Linked DNA regions of Gasterosteus aculeatus: region 1 is linked to region 2. The links are chromatin contacts, called in public Hi-C maps. All regions are on one chromosome and are shown on one strand. Each heading gives the region's core, a stretch centred on a gene start, on an enhancer-like site or on the middle of the called end of the contact. The rest is flanking DNA. Distances are from core to core; before and after follow the strand shown. Region 1 overlaps unc5b (unc-5 netrin receptor B). Region 2 has its middle 8.1 kb from the start of ly6pge.

Region 1 (5,635 bases), core at 237-2,736, 83 kb after region 2:
TCACAGAATCTCACTCAGGCCCTTGAATACGCAGCGGGACATATTTAATCTACAATCTGTTACCAACACGGCCGCACCACCTCTCGCACATCTACCACATAGTTAGATAACATGTTTACGTGTGCGTGTGTGTGTGTGTGTGAGATTAAGTGTCATTAAAACCAACCACCAAGGGCTTACAGGAGAGACAAGGTGAGTCCTTTAAGAAACAGGGGTCCACCCACCTTGGAGCTAAGAGTGTGTGATGCTACACCACCTCTAAGCAGATCTGTAGATGATGTGTCGGGAACCCCAGCAGTTGCTGCGGGGGCACACGTGTGTGTGTGTGTGTGTGTGTGTGTTATCATGCGGTCATGCTTGCTCACTCTACTCCTGCCACCCGGACATGGCGGATGGACGAGCGAAGCATTTCCGTCACTCTGCATTTCCGTCACCTGCTCGCTCTTCTCCCTCTGACAACCTGCTTTCCAGCCTCCTGTGTCACCTTCCTCCCTGTCTCTCTGTCCTACACAAACACACACACACACACAGACACACACACACACACACACACACACACAAATACACTTTTTCTATTCTTTCTCTGTTCTTCCATCTTTCTTACTTATGGGCATTTGCTTGAACTTGCGCCTTGATCCACGTATATGTATATCTATGTATATTGGGTTATGTATTCACAAAGTATTAATTTCCAAACCACTTCCAAGGCTGTTTGCTAGCTAATTACCCTTTTAATTAACAATGCATTCTGCTGGGTAGATTCTTTTGAACTGCTGCAGTGGTTCTTCAAGAAGAAGCTCAAATGTGTAACCAGCTGTAAATAAGTTCATAGAAATCTTTGGGTTCGTCTAATACATCTTGGACCTGTTTCTGTGCAAGACACACAAAATCAAACCGACAATGTAATTTTTGTCAGTCTCTCAAAACGACAAGTAAACCAATTTCTAAAATAGCACCCCTTTCTTTTGATTTTCAAAAGAAAAGAACACCTCGTCATTTTACTTGATAGAGGAAGAAAAACATAAAAAGCCACATGCGGAGACAGAATGTAAGAATCAAGGAGGACCTGACGGGGAATGTGTGTGCCTGACTGTTTGGGACGTGAAGTCAGTTAGTCAAGAGTCACCATGGTGAGTCCACAATGAAACAGGCTGCCGAGCCGCGTGGTGCACATATTGGTGGCGGCATCAAAATAGCCAAACAAGAACTTTCAAAGCCTACGCGTGGAGCGGTTTTATGAGCGCGCACAGCCAGTTGGATATGTGTGACTCTTAGCGGGACGTCAACTTCTGCTTCCTGCCTCTTTTTGGCTCCCAGCAACCGTGATGAAATGAACATAATGCCTAGTGAGTCAACCACCCCCCCCCCCCCCCCTACACACACACACACACACCTCACTCCAAAAGGCTGGTTATGCAGTGAGTGTTTGAACGAGCGTGTTCGGTCAGATGGGTTAACGGCATGACTTCTCACACCTCGTCTGCCTTTGTTGATGTGAGAAGCGAAGCACACACACACACATAGACACACACACAGAGACTGTCACTGCCACTCACACAACGTTCGTCCAAATCCAGACTCCACCATTCCTCACCATCACTGTCCTTCCTGATGTATTTTTTTTTCTCCATCTCCATCCTCCTTTGGCCAGTAGTTTTCAGGCGTATGAGCATGAGGTCAGTCTGAATATCAATCACTCAATCTAATTGTCCTTTAAGGAAGGCAAAGGAGAGACTGTCTCCCCCCCCCATCCATCTCTGTCTCTTTCGACCTGCCTCTGCGTGCCATGTGTGACTTTACCTTAGGGCTTCCTTGCAAGAATGATGATGATGGGGTTGATTGGGTGAGAATGATGGATGGAACATAATGTCTGCTGATCACTCTATTTATTGGCCTTGTTTCCTCCGTCACCAGCAGTGTGATCATATTCGAGTGTCTGTCCTCACAGCTGTTTGTCCTTAATGGGCTCGGCGGACCGGTTGGGCCTCATAGCTGCGGGCTGCAGGCTTTCTGGTGTGTGTTTGTTAAAGTCATTTTAAGTCTAGTGGTGCTTCGAACCCAGCAGGATGGAGTCAGGGGACGGCCCTGAATAAGAGCACTCCTATGTCAGACACCCAACTGAAAAGCAGAACGGATGTGTTTGTGACCTCGAACAAAAAAAAAAAAAAAAAATCCCGATCTTGCCAAACACACAATGAGCCAATGTCTTTTATAGTGTTTTTCTGTTGTTCGGCTGCTTCAAAGTGTTCTTCTCCCGATGCTTTATTCTCTCTTGATCTCTTTTCCCCCCCACTGAGTGCTGTGTTGAGATAGAAAGGGCACTGGAGGGGGACAGTAATGACTAACTCTGTAAAGGTAATGATAAAGTACTGACACTTTGGGTTCCACTTTGGCTAGAGGCGCTGGGGCTAAGGAAATTACAGTCGTCCGTGTGTGTGTGTGTTGTGTGTCTGTGTGAGAGAATGAGAGACAAGAGAACAGAGGGTGGAGAAAACATTTTTTGACGTCAAGTTGGACAAAGATAGACACCGTGATTCATTGTCCTTGCCGGTTATTATGGGAGTCCAGCGTCTTCATCGTCTCCACTTCTTTGGCCAGCCTTCCTGTTTGCCCGTGTTTTTTCCCCCCTCCACCCGTCCTCTCTCCCACGCGGCCGTGCCTTCGAGCGTGGCCTCGCGCCGCCACTGTCGGTGCGACTCTCCGTGACGTTGGATCCTCATCCCTGCGCTTAGTCACCGGAGGAGGCTGCACCTTCAGCTGCTCGAGTGCAGCGTGAATGCATACGGCTGGGTAGGAATGCACTGTATAAGCACAGGCTGTCATCTGGTGTCTGTGTCTATGCGTGCGTGTGTTCCTGCGATCTGGTGCTTTTCGGAAAGTAATACCCAGAAGCCCGTGTTTGCTTTCTGGCTGTCTGCTGTCTGTCATTAGAGTAATAAAAGACTTGCTGTGATGCACGGCGAGGAGTTCTTGTCTTCCTCCATTCCGCGCAAATTGCCGGCTGCTGAGCTCTGATGGATGTTTGTATGCTGGCCCCAAAACACAGGTTCCACTTTAACCCCCCCCCCCCCCAGCTCCATTATCCCAAAGAGAGACAGGGAGGAGGGGGGGGGGGGGTCTGTCTCCCTGACTCCTCCTCAGTCATACAAAAGTGTTTTAATTAAACTTTGGCTCAGTGCAGATCCTAGAACACACACACACGCTGCTCTCCTCCCCTCCTGTCTCCGTCTGAACCACTGTCTCTCCATGTTTGTCTGTCTCTGCTGCCATTATTCCTCTGCCTTCCTTCCTCTTCCCCCCCCCGTGACAGAAGAGTGACAGGCTGTGTTTTTCAGCCGATGTTTGAAGAGCGAACGATCAATGCCGGACAAAGGGAAAGAGCGGGGGTGAGAGGTGGGGAGGGGCAACACAATTGGTTATTGACTGTGAATTCAAAGTCTGAAATACTGGAGGCGACAGCTTAGTAAGAGCAGACAAGGAGATTTAAGGGGAGAACAGAGAGAAGGAGTGTGGGAGTCACACGGCGCTTTATGTGTTCACGGATAAGTATCACTCTGAGATGTGTTCATTTTCATCGTACACATTTGTTTTATCTTTAGCTGTTTAGTGTGAACACCTCCCAGGGTGTAACCTGTAGGAACAGTGTGTTCGGTGTGTTTCTTTGTTTTCCTTGTGCATGTTGACAGTGTTTTTAGTTTTTCCACAATTCAAATGTGAGTTTGTGATATAAAGTGTTTGGTGATATTTTAATGAGGCATGTCTCATTCTTAGTCAGCTTGTGGACTCTTTAAGTGGTAAAACGCCATCTCTGAAAAACACGGTCTCTAGTGGTTATATTATATCCTGACTCGTTCATATTACCACGTTTACCAGTTATCAGGTTTTTTAAACTTACCACTTACCCACCCGCCCCCAGAATCAGCCAATCCTATCCTACTATACAGCGCTGGGGTCTCGGTGGAGTAAAAGCTGCAGTGGTGAGAGTTCAGTTCGGGCTGACCGGTGAAGGAACGGAGGTCTATGTTTGCCAGAGAGACAGATGGAGAGCGATGAAGGATGACGGGTCCATCCTGTGCAGCTTCACCTTCTTTCGTCCGGCCCTGTTGTGGTGGAGACGGTTGAGGTCAAAAGTTGGTCTTGTTTGTTCTTTCTGAACACGGTACAGCCTCTTGAATCCAACAACTTTGGTTTGAATAATGCCCCAACTTTCCCTGGCGCTTACTTACACGTAAAGTACGTTCCTATTTGCTTTCCCCTAATGTCTCACAGTCTGTCGAGGGGAGACAGCGGGGTGAGCGCGGGGAGGCGCTTCTAAGAATAGGAGATGGTATCTTTCTAAGTAGTTTCTCTTGTTCCCTGGTTGTGGAATAACTGATCAGGTTGATACATTTTTGAAAAGTGCAAACTGCAAACTGTCTGCATCAAGTGTCAGTGTATGAAAAACCAGCCACACTTCTTTCTGTATCATCTGAATATGGAGGATACGATTTTTTAAAACCACAGCACCACAAGTTTGAGAGTCTGTGAGGAAAACTGGGCTGAACATCACGACACCTTCGGGGCCTCTACTGATGAAAGCTAGTAGGCAATGAGGCGGCAGCATTGATAAACTGCCTGGGATCTACCTATGATTGAAGTATTGCGTCAGAGTGAAAAGGTTAGAAATGCTGTGTCCCTCCTGCAAGGAGAAGCTCTTGGCACCATTGCCAAGAGGACTTTGTCACATTGAGAATGTCGGGGAATGTGCGAATAACAGGACCGGTCCGTGGGAGGTCAGCCGCCCTCCTCTCCAGCTCCAGAGCAGGACGCCTGCATCGACCACATAACTGGCAATAACAAGGAGGCAAAGAATGTCACCATGTCCTTCCATTTACAGTGCAAACTGTCCACACCTTAAATGTCGTCTTGAAATACACCAACATTGTTTCCTTCATGTGTACCAGGAAGCAGTGCTGACCGATTTGCTGTCAAAAGTTGGATTGAGACGCGGTGTCATACACACATATTCTCCCTTTCGGGTGTTTGGTAGTTTATTAATCCCCGAGGGATACATTTGTAATTTAGTTTATTTCTTACCTCTCCAACAGTTGGGTCACGGCAAAGGGTCAGCTGCTGAGCGATGAGGTGCTGCGCTGCAGTTTGCCTGCAGCAGACAGACTCTATAAGTCAGGTTTCCCATCGAGGGGCATTTAAATCAGTTTTGTGTTTCCGTGCGTTTCCAGAGAGCAGCGACTACAGCGAGGCAGAGGTTCTCCCCGACTCCTTCCCGTCAGCACCAGCGGAGCCTCTCCCAGAATTCCTGCTGGAACCGGAGGACGCTTTCATCGTAAAGAACCGGCCCGTCCAGCTGCGGTGCCGCGCGTCGCCCGCCACCCAGATCTACTTCAAATGTAACGGAGAATGGGTCAATCAAAACGATCACGTCACCAGAGAGAGCCTGGACCAGGTCACGGGTAATTCAAACGCAGACACACACACACACACAGAAGTGTACTTTAAATACAACGACACAAATACCAACACGGTAATGTCACCTTGTATTTCACAGACATAAACATCATACTACATAGTCCACTAGTTCCCACAGGACTTTATGGGCACATTAACTGCATTAGGCCTGCAGCCAGCGCGTTCT
Region 2 (5,086 bases), core at 2,337-4,836:
ACGGTTTATAATTTGATTGAGGTTGAAAAATTGGAAACAACGCTCGCTGTCTACACCCCTACCCCCCCCCCCCCCACACACACACCTTGCCCCCTCTGCGCGTCATCTCAGCCGAAACTGAAGGTCATCGCCATGGCAACTTTGCTGTTAAAATTGGAGTATGTTTAATCCCAATCCTCTGGCTCCTGAAGACATTATCACCGCAAATCCCACCGTCAGTCATCAAAGGTATGAGCTGGCTGCCCTTTTAGGGATTTAAGTAAACCAGACAGGTTTCACTCCCCGTGAATGCCACCGAATGTTGCACACACTGACATATTTGTGATTTATTTTTGGTTTGTTTGCGTGTTGCTTTTTTTTTTTTTTATCAGAGAGCATTTATCAATTGCTGAGTGTGTGCCCCCGAAAGATTGACATTTTCTGTCACAAACCGTCACGCTTCCCTCCTTCTGCTGTGAGATGGTCTCTCGAGGCCTTTGTTGCATTTTCTTTATTCTATTTATTTTCCTGGTGTATTGATTAGTCGACCTGTTTATAATGACTGCCGGCTGCCGCGGAACTGATTGGACTGGTCAATACGAGCGCTAAAACAAAAATTATGCACCTATATTTGAAAGAAAAGCTGTTGTGTTTTCAGCAATGATAGATTTTATTTGTGTTCAAATCCCCTCTGCGTAAATTGGCTTTGGTTGCAAACTCCTCCTGATCCCTGAAACAAACCGTTTGTGGAATCCATCTCCGGGACCACATAAGCCAACCATCAGCTGGGGTGGTCCACGCCGCAGGAAGAGCAGCTCTCAGTTCCCACAGGATGCGTCTTGCAACATTGAGCTTTGGATCCAGACCTTCGAAAACAACCAACTATGGAAAAAAAAAATCATCTCACAGAGTTCTGTTTGTCTTTGTGAAAAATGACCTTTTAAAAAACGGTCGATTAGCTGCGCTCGAGTAATTGACGGCCCATTATTATTTGTGTGGGTCACAAACACAAAGAAACACTTACACCTAGTAAAAAAGAACACACTCTGCTCGACATCAAATGCTTCTGCTAAAATGGGGAGGAAGGGGGGGTGAGAGCGTGTGATGCGTAGGCTGTGTTTGCAACCTCTCGGGTCCCGGCTGGTCGGCGCGGGTTCACCCAACGGTCAACGGTTCTGACGTCTCCGGGTCTTGGGTCTTTTTGAAAAAGATCCGTGAAGCAGAATTAAAGTGATCTTCCTCCGGACGAGGGACCACAAGGGCTTTGGGTCTTTGGAACAGGGAGGGGGAGACATACAGAGGGGAGGAGAAGGGGTGAGTGAGTGTGTTCCCTTGCCCTGACTAAATGGCTCGCCTTCTGTGCGGCCCGTCCCTGGTTTGAGGGCAGCAAAGAGGAACCTGAAGCTGGCATGTAGAAAACACACTGTATACGCGGTGAAATGTGTTCAGCATGTTCTTTTTATTAGTATTATATTTCACGATTTTCCCCTCTTATAAACCTTGATGAGAAATGGAAAAAAGAACGTGATTAGCATGGAAATAATGTGCTTGAGATGAAAGAAAATTAAGCTTGTTGAAGTGAATGTCTGTCAGGGAAACGGTTATTTTGTTTTTGCCTTCAATTCCTGGAGCCATTGCCTCCCCTCCAGACACTTTTATAATGTTAGAATAATAAAAGTTTTTAAAGACCTGTTATGAAACACCATCCTGCAAACAGATTTCCTCAGTAATTTTCCTCAATATTGCTCAGATCTCATTGCTATTCATCAGCGGACGAATTACAGGTTTACAAATACAGCATCTACTGTCTCCACCATATGTTCTCTGCAGTTTCACCTCCTCCCCAGTCTCCTCTCCTGAGAAGACAGCGTTTGCACCATTTCGGTCTCAACTATAGCTGTGATAGAGGCTGTCTATTTTTGCTCCCCCCCCCTCCTCCCACAGGATGAACAAACGATCAGGATTAGATAGAGAAAGGGCTCCAATGACGAGCTTTTTGTAGAGTTATCACAGTTCTGCAAATTCTGTGCATCTCAGAGGAGACATGCATTCACATGCACAGGCACTTGGTTTTTAATTGGGAGAAATGCGAGCATAACAAGTTGTTATGACAAGAACACGGAGGGTCAACAAATATCACGCAGAACCGAGGAGAGGGAAGCGGCTTCACTGAGTTGGGACGCTTTACTGCGTTGAATGAGTGCAGAGGGGAAAGGAGGATAACAAAAGAGAGAGGGAAGCAGACCTTCGAGCCAAAACCAAATCACATCAGTAACCGCTGCGCCCCGGGGTGAGGGCAGGCTCAGTCAACCGTATCATGCAACTGGGATAATTAGTTTTCGAAAGGAATATCAACTGATATAATTGAGCATTCTCCGCTAATGAAGATCTTCTGTGTTGTCACTGGCGAGGCGCTAATTGATGGGAGAGGGACGGGGGGGAGGGAGGGGGGTGAAGCGCCGTGCAGGATATGATGGTGGAAGTGCTGCCCGCGCTGGGAAAGAAGCATTTTTTTTCCCCAAGTTTGTTGATTTCTGTTTTACAGGTTTTTTACTTTGTAGTTACTTTGTAGCCTCACTTTGTAGTGTGCGTGTGTGTGTGTGTGTGTGTGTGTGTGTGTGTGTGTGCGCGTGTGTGTGTGTGTGTGTGTGTGTGTGTGTGTGTGTGTGTGTGTGTGTGTGTGTGTGTGTGTGTGTGTGCGCGTGTGTGTGTGTGTGTGTGTGTGTGTGTGTGTGTGTGTGTGTGTGGGGCTCGTTCGCGGCCATATGCTGTGTTCATAAAGGTTTGCTGCGACGTGAAGGGAAAGTCCACAGGAAGGGGGTGGAGGGGGTGGAGGGTGTGGAGAGGGTGGAGAGGGTGGAGGGGGGGTTTAGGGGTGGCACAGGTCGTGTTGGGTTTTTCGATCGAGGGGGGAGGATTTGTTGAGGGAGGGCTGAGAGGAGGGGTCGTGTTGAGGGAATAATAGGAAGGCAAATTGGTTTTGACAAGTTTGGGGAGCTGGAAGTAATTCGGCCCTTTTTAAAGGGGAGATGAGGGAATATCCAGCAAAGCTATGAGATAATCAGGGGTACCATTCAGCCGCGGGGTGAGGCGAGGGGCTGGGGCACGGGGCCTGCGGGTGACCCCCGAAGGGCCCGAGGAGCGCCGTTAGCTCTCAGTTGCAAGGCAGTGAAAGTTGTGTTAAAGCTTTTAACAGTTTCTGTCATTTTGATCAATATGATAAGCCTCCATAACCTCCTGGCATCAACCTTCTTAGAAACAGTCTTCATAGGACTCAAGATATTTGCATTTATTATATTTATCTGCACATCATGAATAAATCAAATAAAGACCAGCCTGCCAAACAAATAGTGCTTTTCATGAAGATGTTCAAGTCGTCCTCGTTAACTCACAGACCGACAGGCAGGCAGACAGATGGAGACAAAGTAAAGTAGACGCGCACAGCAACGAACACACACACACACACACACACACACACACACACACACACACACACACACACACACAGATCAACTATTCCCTGTCAATCATGTCCAGTAACAGGCAGGAGGCTGCACAGACTGCTCGCAGCAGCCAGCAAGGAGACACAGCGGCGCAGGGGCTCCAGCTAAGGTGTTTGAACACAAACAGAGGATTAACAGAGTTCCGGGCACAAAGGTGACGGTAAATAAAACACCAAACAGGCCCGCGGGTCCAAACACAAACATGACTGTACGCGCATTTCTAATCAATGTTGGTGGGTAATCAAAGCCGCGGTTCAGCTTCCTGCTGTCGGTTTGCCGGAGCTGATTCATAACGGAGAGGTGAAAAAACGTGCATCCAGTGAAGACGGTGCGTTTTTAAAGAGGGGAAACCGTGCTTTCTCCGGTGAGAAGGGAAAGGAAAGAGGATGATTTGTTGGGCCGAAATTGGAAATTCCTCATGGTGTCAACGTGGAAGCAAAGGGTTGAGATAAAGTCAAATATTCTCCCCACGGCTGCTGACTGCTGCTGTCCTGCATGGCTTGATCTCTCTTTTCAGATAGCGTCGCATTTATACAGCAAGAGAAGCACACTAACACGCGTCTGATGCCTCCACCCTTCAAACCCTTCGTGTATGGTTCAGAATGCACGATTCAGAATTTGCTGCCTGTAAAAACACAAACGTGCATAACATTAATCGCCCCCACACGCCCTCAGAGCGATGATGTCAGAGATTTTCATTTAAATAAGTGTGTGCGAAGTCACTACCGCTGACTGGGTTAGCAAAATGGTGTTCATGGCTGTTCAGGAACAGGGGGCCTGTGCTGAATTCCTGAGAAGAATCCCATTTAGTGCTCAATTATTGACACTTTCTCTATCACCCCTCAATGGCTGTTCCGCCAGAGATTGTAGGCAGAGGCTAATTCAAGTGGCTTCTGTGTGAAGGGAGCGTGATGTCTTCTTTCTGGTCTCTGTTAGCAATGCAAGAAAATGGTAACTGTGACAAAATTAAATAAACAAAGACCAAGATCATTGCAGACGTGAAAAGAACAAACCAAGAGAAAGAATAAAAGTCTTTTATTATAGCCTATCTGGATCCCCCAGATTCATGAGCTTCACGGGATTCAGACAGTTTAAAGTGAGAAACGCATAACCAAGTATTAAAAAAAGTACCTCATTCATTTGCAAAAGGCCCAAACAGGTCAAAACAAAAGCAGGGAGCTTCATCTCTGAAATTATATTTTGTCTCAAGCTACTCCTCACTTTCAGTGCAGCGGCCTCCTCCTCCGTGTTTTCCATGTGACTTCGTATCCCTTCACATTAGTGCAGTCCGCCGCAAAGTAGCTGCAAGAATCAGCACGCGGTCAACTGTGGCGAGGGGCAAAAAAAAGAAGGGAAGAAAGAGAAAATATGTAAGGCCTTGCTCCCTCTGTCAGCTTTCACCTCCTTTCCCTCCTTGTTCTTGTTTTCACAGCCCTTAATCCTGGCGGCTCCAACGCGGAGCGGTCACAGGTTTTGACAGCGGACTGTAATGACCTAAGCTGTTCTCGGCGGGGGGCCGGGGAGGGATGTTTGGGGTGGGTGGTTGAGGAGGGATTAAGGAATGTTTAATGAAAGGGTTACTTGCCGTTTGTTTTAAGGTGTAG

The links. A called contact is a pair of places that touch in the nucleus more often than the background predicts.
Region 1: a contact with region 2 is called in a Hi-C map of skeletal muscle, with 2.1 times the contacts expected there. The contact joins two enhancer-like sites. A contact is called at or near these places in 3 of 6 Hi-C or Micro-C datasets (liver, skeletal muscle and whole body).

The regions. Positions count from the first base shown.
Region 1 is chr6:8,655,990-8,661,624 of fGasAcu3.hap1.1, forward strand. It overlaps unc5b (unc-5 netrin receptor B), which reads left to right. Exons shown (of 17, transcript XM_078104128.1): 2 at 5,223-5,453. Among protein-coding and RNA genes, the nearest start is that of slc29a3, 18 kb to the right of the region's middle. Within about 2 kb of position 1,487, at least 1 of the 9 cell types and tissues checked has open chromatin away from gene starts, as enhancers often do.
Region 2 is chr6:8,570,880-8,575,965 of fGasAcu3.hap1.1, forward strand. No RefSeq gene overlaps it. Among protein-coding and RNA genes, the nearest start is that of ly6pge, 8.1 kb to the left of the region's middle. Within about 2 kb of position 3,587, at least 1 of the 9 cell types and tissues checked has open chromatin away from gene starts, as enhancers often do.